Regions from separate parts of the Mus musculus genome. Here regions 1 and 3 are each linked to region 2. The links are chromatin contacts, called in public HiCAR-type and HiChIP or PLAC-seq maps. All regions are on one chromosome and are shown on one strand. Each heading gives the region's core, a stretch centred on a gene start, on an enhancer-like site or on the middle of the called end of the contact. The rest is flanking DNA. Distances are from core to core; before and after follow the strand shown.

Region 1 (2,700 bases), core at 76-2,575, 2.2 Mb after region 2:
TTTTTTTAAAAGAACGTAGCGCCTCCATCTGCCCCCTCCAGTCCTTAAAAAAACCTTTGCCTCTGACGTACCAGGATGGCACACCTTTAATAATCAAATCGGTATCTGAAAGGTTATCTATGAAAATACAGAGAGATGGCATATATAACTACACAACTCAACTGCAATAGCAGATGTCTGAGAAGAGGCTCATCACTAGGCGGCTTCCGATGTGACCAAAGGGGGGCTGCACACCAATCCTGTGCAGCGTTCGTTTGTAAGGAAAGAACGGTAAGCAGTGGAGGAGAGCAGAAGACAAGCACCTTCACCACACACACACACACACACACACACACACACACACACACAGAGAGAGAGAGAGAGAGAAGAGAGCAGGGCTGAGCGACAAGATGACATGAGTTGTGCATTTAAGGCTAACGAGGCGCTTGGGACCCCGTAATCAGCAAAGAGCAAAGCACGGGGCAGATGGCAGTCCCCAGTCGGACCAATAGGCACAATGCTAAAACAGGTTTCTGCCTCCATGCAAAGCTTCTGCTCAGGGCTTGGCACCTGCTAGGCCTCTGGGTCCCCTGCCTCCCACGCCCCGCCCCCGCGTGCTGGGCCTCCCAACTCCGGGGGGAGGGGGCGGCGGAGCTCGGCTATACCAGGTGTAGTCGTCCTCCTCGCTCCAGGCGGCCAAGCTCTCCAGGTCCAGCGGCTCCACCTCGTCCAGCAGCGTTGGAGGCGGCAACGGCGGCGTGGCGGCTTCCCCCGGCGGGGTCCCTGCGGTCCCCGGTTCCGGGCTGCCACCTCCGCCGAAGAAGCCCGCCGCCGGCTTGGAGTAGACGAAGGGCGCGTCAGCCGGCTGCAGGCTGCAGAGCAGGGAGGGCGCGGGGCTGGGCAAGCAGTAGGTGCCCGGGAACGCGGGGCCCAGCGCCCCCGGGCCCGGGGAGGTCGTGCTGGCCGGGGCCCTGTGCGTGGCGAGCGGGCTGCAGGCCCCGGCTGGCGGCGGGGCGGAGGGCGGCGGCGGCTGCAGCAGCAGCAGGTGCGGGGCGGCGGCCGCACTGGCCGCCCGGCTGCGCAGCTGCTCGTTCTGCTTCTCCAGCTTGCGCACCAGCTCCTGCAGCTTCTTCACCTCCAGCTCGGCGTTCACCACCGGCCCCGGGCCGGCGCCGGAGGCCGCCACCGGCGAGGCGCATTTCACCTGCTCCGCCATCATCGCGGGAGCCCCGAGCGCCGCGGCGAGGAGGCTACGCGGGCCCAGCTCGCGCAGCCTACCAGCATCAGCACCAGGGCCCAGCCTCCGGCCGAGGAAGAAGCAGCCGCGCAGCTCTGCACCGTGCTCTGCTCTAGCGGCTCCGGGTTTTAGCCGAGGCCCCGGGACGGGGCGGGGCGCGAGGGGCGGAGCTTCTGGTGATGGATGTGTCGTGGGGGCGGGACCTGCGGCGGGGACCCTCCCTGGGCATCCGTCTGCACCCACACCACCTAACCTCAGGTGCCTGATTGGACCTGGCCTGAACTTCCCGCCGCTCGCACTTCTTCCGCTTTGGGCGAGAGAACCCCACTTCTAGGACTACAGCCAGGGGCGGGATCTAAAGAAGTAGCAGGTGTCTGTGGCAGGGGAAAAACGTACCCAGGGCCAATGGCTAGCCCTCTTACAAGAGCACTTTTAGACTTCAGGGTATTGCCACCTGCTAATGAAACCTCGTGAAAAAAGGTCTGGGGAACATGATGCTCACCCCCCCCCCAAAAAAGCAACAACAGATGCTTTGGGTCTGTTTGAAAAGATGCGGCTAAGGGTAGTATTAAGTAGCACAGAAACAAAATGGTGGGATAGGAGAGAATAAGGAGGGAAAGTGAGAAATCCCAGTCTCTATGAGGGAGGATGGCCAGCTGCTGAAGAGTCAGGCGTTCACTTCAGTCTATCTAAAATAGCCATATATGAACTATCCCCACCAGTCTTTCACCATGAAAGGAGAGTTGGGTTTTCATGCTCTTTTATATTAGACAAAAGATCTTTGAGCATCTCCTGCATGCTCCACTGTGTTCTAAACGCTGGCTTTTTGAGCAAGTGAACAACAGGCATCAGTGATTGCAAATACAAGCAAAATTGTGCACCATCTGTTAAATCATTTACACTATTAAAGTCACACGTGCCTGAGCGAAAAGAGGAAAGGTATAACATTCCCTGCTTTTTTGTTGTTTGTTGGTTTGCTTGTTTGGTTTTTTTTTTTTTTTTGGGGGGGGGGATTCTTGGAAACCATGCTTTTTATTTTTTCAACAAAAATGCTTTTACGCAGATGAACCGATCGTTTTGTTCAGTTAATGTTGACTTAGCATTTTGTGGGTTTAACACAAAGGAAAGCCTGCCGTTATAGTGCGAGAACAATCCACACCGCTGATTTTCATCCTCAGACGGTGTACTAGCTTGTGAAGGGCCTCGCTCAGGCACTGTACACATGACGTCAATGAAAACATACCGCACATCTCTGTGGCAGCGCTAGGATGTTGCCTCTAATCTTTTAAAATTTGATCCTGTGCCTTGCTGCTCAGAAACACTTGTGTCTTCTCACTTGGCAAGCTACAGCTCTAAACTTGGGTGTATGTGCAAAGGTGGGTGTCCTGAATTTAACTCGGCTGGAGAGAGCTTCTGGAAGTTAGTGTATGCTAACTTCCCTGAAGTTACCTTCCACACAGAGCCCCGCTGGCCATCTGACCCCA
Region 2 (2,700 bases), core at 198-2,697:
CAGACTCTTCCCCCCCCCCCCCATTTCGGAAGTCCATGATGTCGCCCTGAGTAATCGCGTGGGTATTACAGAATTAATTTAAAAGGTTTTTGCATCGAGCAAAACAGTACCAAAAAAAAAAAATCTTCAAAAGGCCTCCATCTATAGATAATCCCTCTTAAAAAGGAAATTCTAACAAACTACAAGTCCACACACAATCCAAAGCCAATCCCAGCCAGAGCAGAAGGGACTTGAAACCCGAATCTACATTCCGTTCCTCCCGTACAAGGCTCGGGAGGTGGGGGAGGCGGGCTGTGCTGGTGCCCGGTGTATAATCGGGTTAATCCAGTAGACAAAGAATAAACCAATAGCCCTCCCACCTCACTTCCCGCTCCCCTTTCCCTCCCCCTCCTGTTCCCCCACCCTCTTCGCCCCCTGGGCATCGGTGGGGGAGGGGTGCGGTGGAGCGGGGCGGGGTGGGGGGGAAGACAGGAGAGAAGAGGTAGGATCGAAATGGAGATTCCGAATCGAATCTAAAAAGCTGCGACTCGCTTTTCTCGCTAGCACCGGGCGGCCGGGTTAGTTTGCAACGTTCTTCCTTCTCCCCTCCCGGCGGCGAGGGGGAGAAAGTTCCCCAAGCGAGGCCAGCCTCGGGCTGGTATGGTAGCCTCTGGGTGGGGGCTATGGGGGGGGGGACCCTTTAAGGTCAGTGTTTCCTTGAAACTAGATAAACTGACCCCGCGGCGGCCCGCGCGGCCCCGCGTGACGGCGCCGGGGCTGCAGGAGCGGCTGGGGACGCGCGGGGCGGCGCGGTTGCCCTTTTGAATGCCTCCTGCGGCTCGGAGCGCTGGCGGGCGCTGGAGCGCGAGTGAATGTAGCCCCGCGGAGCCAATGAGCTGGGACCGGATGCGATATATCCTCTGGGACAACAACTGCTCTGTTCCGCCTCGGATCCACATGACGCCATTTACTGCTGCCGCGGCCGCTGCAGAGCTCCCTGCCTCCTCCGGAAAGGCGAGGGCGCAGGCCAGCGGCGCCCTCCCCCCCCGTACCCCCCCCCCCCATCCCCGGCCGGGCCCCAGACCCTCCTCCCCCGCCGCCTCCACCCCCTCCGCACCCCCACCCCCGCCTCGGCTTCGCCGCCGCGCCTCCGCAACGCCCAGTCTGCACGAGCGAGAGCTGCGCGCCGCAGCGCCAGCGGAGGAGAGGGGCCGGCGGAGCGCGCAGCGCCCAGGCCCCCGCGCGCGCCCGGCCCGGCCCTCGGCCCCGCGCCTGCCTCCACTTGGGAGCAGCCCCGGGCCCCCGGGTCTTGGCGAGCTGGCCTTAGGTTCTTTGTAAGGCCGTGCTCGCCTCGCTTTCTCTCATCGACCAGGAAAAAAAGAGACTCGCCAACGTTGCCGCTTCGGCCTCTTGTTCATTGAGAAAAAAAAAAAAAGGAGAGAGAGAAGGGGGGAAAAAGGAAATACTCCGCGTGCGCTTCTGGAAGGGAGGTCATCTATCCCGGAATCCGGGAGGGTTCCAACGGTGGAGGACTGGGTTCCAAAATTTCCCCGTGGTTTTAATCCACCGATTGCTTGGAAGTTGGACTGAAGCAGAGTTTGGAAAGAAGGAAAAAGTTTGCATCAGGACTGGATTTATTTGCACATCGCTGGAAGAAGAGGATTCAAGGGAGAGGGGTTGGTGCAAAGCCGCGATCACGGTGAGGAGCGTTTGGCTTTTCCCCTTCTGGAACCATAGCCGGCCGGGAGTGGGGTCCGGGTTCCTCTCTCCACTAAACCAGCTTGCTTCTCGGGAGCATTAGGGAACTACCCCGCGGATCTCCTTCGCCTAGAACAGGGGTTCGGCCATGGCCGGGCTACAGGGTACGCCTATGCAGTATCCCCCGTCCCACGACAGCTCACTCGTAAGGGGTTTGGGGCGGAGGACCGCTTCACTGCGTTCTACTCCTATCCCTGCATTGGCGACGATTCAGTCGCCGAGAGCTTTAAGGGAGGGAAAACACAAAGTGTTTTCTAGGTCGCTGTTGCAGGCTCTGGCATTGCTAACCTGTTCCTCCATTCGTTTGAAGGCTAAGTTGTAGAAGAGCCATCCTGAGGCGGAGGCGCCTGTGGGGCTGCGGTACTGGGCTTCTCACCTCTCCACCTCACCGGGCCAGGAGACCCGGCAGGCGAGCGGAGGCGAGAGTGCCAGGCGGAGGGAGTCCCCGCCTCTGCCGGGTGTGGACAGTCTAGCCCGGTGCGGGTGGGAGCGTCGCCCAGCCTGGCGCCGCGTCTCTGCGGTTCGGAAGTGCAGCTTTCTCTTTTTTTCCGTTCTTCGTGGTCGGCCTAGGTCACGCTTTTTTTTTTTTTTTTAATATATTTGGACACTGAGGCTGACTTAGCACAGGAAGAGATATCAAGTGGTCGCGATCGTTTTCCATTACCTGAAAGTAGGTGGCAAAATAAAAAAGGCTAGTTTTTTCCCCCCTTCCCTCTTTTGTGTTACTGTTTTTAAGATTTGGAGTCTTAACGCCTTTTTTACAAAGGGGTTTCTGTGTCGGTTTGCCCCACCCTAGTGCTGAAGTCCTTTCCCCCTAATCCTTAGTCTGATCACACACTGTTCTTAATGGGGGTTTCAAAGCACTCAAAGGGGGAGGGAGAGGAACTGGGAGAGCGCAGAAGGGGGGGGGGCTGCATTGGAGGCGGCCAGGGATCTGTAGAAATCAACTTTTTTTTTTCTTCC
Region 3 (2,700 bases), core at 156-2,655, 2.8 Mb after region 2:
GAACCATCCTCAGAATTGCTCTTCTAACAATCTTAACACGGGGACAAAACCTGATCTAACTTACAGCTATATACCAGTTGTCAGGTGGGAATGTCAATCGGGGCTTCTTTAGAGTCAAAAGACCAGTCAGCCTCCGTCTCCTGGTATTAGATAAAATACTTTGAGATTTACAATCTCTTTCTTGTTTTATTGGGTATTTAAGGTTTTTTTTTTCTTGTGAATATTTTCATGAAAACCAACCTCAACCCTAAACTTTTTTTTCTCTCATATATATTTAGAAGAACCAATTCATGAACAGAACACATGAATATTTAAGTTTGGCAACTGCTGGTTTTCACCAGAAATGCGAGGGCTACTATCATTTCCTGTTTTCTGTCCAGGGTATGTGAGCATGAAGATTCTGAGTTAAATTCCCTAAGACCGCACAGAGGATGAGCAAATGGGACCAGATTTGGTCTGCAGCCTTCAGAACTAAGAACTCCTTAGAGGAACATGCATCATGCCATGAACCCCCCCGCCCCTCATTCTGTTATGCAAAACATATGCTTTCAAAAGCTGCATCTCTTTCCACTTCACTATGCCCACGCCAGCCACCACTCCACCCACCCCTGTCCCCCGCAACCCCGAAGACCGAGCGCTTCTTGTTTCGCAATTCCCCACAGGCTGTCAAAACTTAGCTAAGTCAAAGACTGCGATCACCTCCTCAGGTCCGGAGCCCTACCTACCCTCCAGGTTGAAGTGGACCAACAAGGTGATCCTGACTAGCCTAGGGAGGAAATTCCCCGGGTCAGTCAGCTAAATTCCCCATTTAGCTCAGTAAGGACACAGGGGAGCAAGCAGGCTCCCTGTAAATTCTCCCCAAATGTTATGCAATGGCAGCTAACGATAAGGCATGAAATAATTGCAGTGTTTAAAACATTTTAACCTGCTCTCCAAGTCAGTAGCACCTAAAAGTCACTCCGTGCAGTGATGTCACTCTCCATTCCTCCCAGGACTCTGAACTGCCCAGAACCGGTGAGGATCCCCGAGTTGCCAACTATTTAGGAACTATGCTCTTAGTGTCGCCCGCCCTGTGCCCTGCGTCCCCGGGCGCGCTAAGGTATCGGATCCGCCCTCTCCAAGTCCCCTCCCCGCCCCGCTCCGTCTCACTCACTTGTAGGGCACCGGCCAGCGTTGCCCAGACGTCGGGGACGCGCCCAGAATCGTCGCCAGCCCGAGCAGCGCCAGCGCGAGCGCCGGGCGCCAGTGCGCTCCACATGGCCCCCCGCGCAGCATCCGCGGCTCCCTGAGATCCCGGAGGCTCCGGGGCCCCGGCGTCGGCCTTGCGTGCGCGCCGCCGCGAGGAGCCAGCCAAGCACCAGCGCCGGCTTGGCCGTGTGACCTCCGGGCGCGTGACGCCTCCCCTGTCCCGGCCGGGGCGGGGCGCCTCTGTTCCAGCGCGCGTGCGCTGGACGCTAAAAAGCCCTGTCCTCCCGGAAGGGTGAGACTGGTACTGCAAAACTCACTCCAGCCTGGTGGATGTGTGCTATGCCTCTAGCGCAAAGGTGCTTTCTGCCCTCCCCGCAGCCATCACCAGCCAAACCGTAACAACAATAAAACACTTATGAACTTTCTTGACCCACATGGCCCAGGCCAGTCTCCAACACAAATCTTCTGCTTGGAGACACTGGGTGCTCAGCGGAATTAAAAAATGAGGACATTACAGGAAATGATTGCCCTCTCCTGGCCTCTCTGAGAATGTTGCAAAGATCAGCAATGACAATATGCTTTCCGTGCTGCCATCGGCATCACCAGACTTGGACTGCTCTGCTCCGGTTCTGTCCTCTGCCACACTTAGTATTATCCGTGACTCTTCAAAGCTTAAGACCGACCAATAGAGCTAGGTTTAATCCATTTATCCTCCGGTCCTCCTTTGTCCAGTAAGTGTAAGATTGCTAAGAGCATCACGCCATACGGAATCAGGCTGTTCAGGCCACTGCACTGAGTGATGGCAACCAAGATCACTCACGTACGCTGGAGATGAGACTGGAACAGGCAGTATTTTGGAGATCTCCTAGCAAACCCACTATGTGTATGCACATAGGAGCTGCATGAGGTCTGAACTACAAAGCGAACACGGGATCCTTTTTGCTTGCCAACTCTGAAGCTCAAGAAGAGATAGAAATGTCAGATCCAGAAACCCTTTATCAAAAGTTTTGGACCTATCTGGGTTGTAGTGTGAGGCTGATATTCTCAGAGATTCCTCTGCCAAAGGTTCTAGCTGTTTCGTCCTTGCTGATGTATTTTCCAAAAGGAAAAAAAAAAAAATTAAGTCTGTAAATTTTAGGAGACAAAGTTTCTCAGGGAATGAAAAAAACAGGGTGTCATCATGATACTTTAACGTGTCCTAGCAGGTGATGGCTGGCTTTCTCTTTTTGACTTCAGGATGATAACTAGCCAGGCAAACGTGTTAAGTTCAAGCTCATCTTTGCTTTCTTATTTATAACTCTGTGAACTAAATAAATCACTATTCTGAGAAGGGTTTCCAGGTTGCTAAAGGTTCTGTCAAACACGACATGCTTTTTTGCTTCGGACACACCAATTTTCTAACCACATTTTAATGAAAGAGTAATGATATTTTAACTAGGTTTGTAGGCCTTAGATATACTCACCTGCTTTATAGGTGCTTAACTGCCCTAAACAAATACATCAACTGTATTG

What was found. HiCAR-type assays count read pairs that join an accessible place to other places. HiChIP or PLAC-seq counts read pairs in DNA pulled down with a chosen protein or histone mark.
Region 1: an H3K4me3 HiChIP or PLAC-seq map of pro-B cells shows a contact between it and region 2, with 6 times the contacts expected there. The contact joins the promoter of Slain1 here to the promoter of Spry2 in region 2.
Region 3: a HiCAR-type map of astrocytes shows a contact between it and region 2, with 3 times the contacts expected there. The contact joins the promoter of Cln5 here to the promoter of Spry2 in region 2. A contact is called at or near these places in 1 of 484 Hi-C or Micro-C datasets (rod photoreceptor) and 1 of 115 datasets of contacts at active chromatin or transcription factors (astrocytes).

The regions. Positions count from the first base shown.
Region 1 is chr14:103,648,853-103,651,552 of GRCm38.p6, reverse strand. It overlaps Slain1 (SLAIN motif family, member 1), which reads right to left and starts at 1,325. Exons shown (of 7, transcript NM_198014.3): 1 at 645-1,325. The coding sequence starts at 1,198.
Region 2 is chr14:105,895,566-105,898,265 of GRCm38.p6, reverse strand. Spry2 (sprouty RTK signaling antagonist 2) reads left to right here and starts at 1,447. Exons shown (of 2, transcript NM_011897.3): 1 at 1,447-1,678.
Region 3 is chr14:103,068,921-103,071,620 of GRCm38.p6, reverse strand. Cln5 (ceroid-lipofuscinosis, neuronal 5) reads right to left here and starts at 1,405. Exons shown (of 4, transcript NM_001033242.1): 1 at 1,154-1,405. The coding sequence starts at 1,275.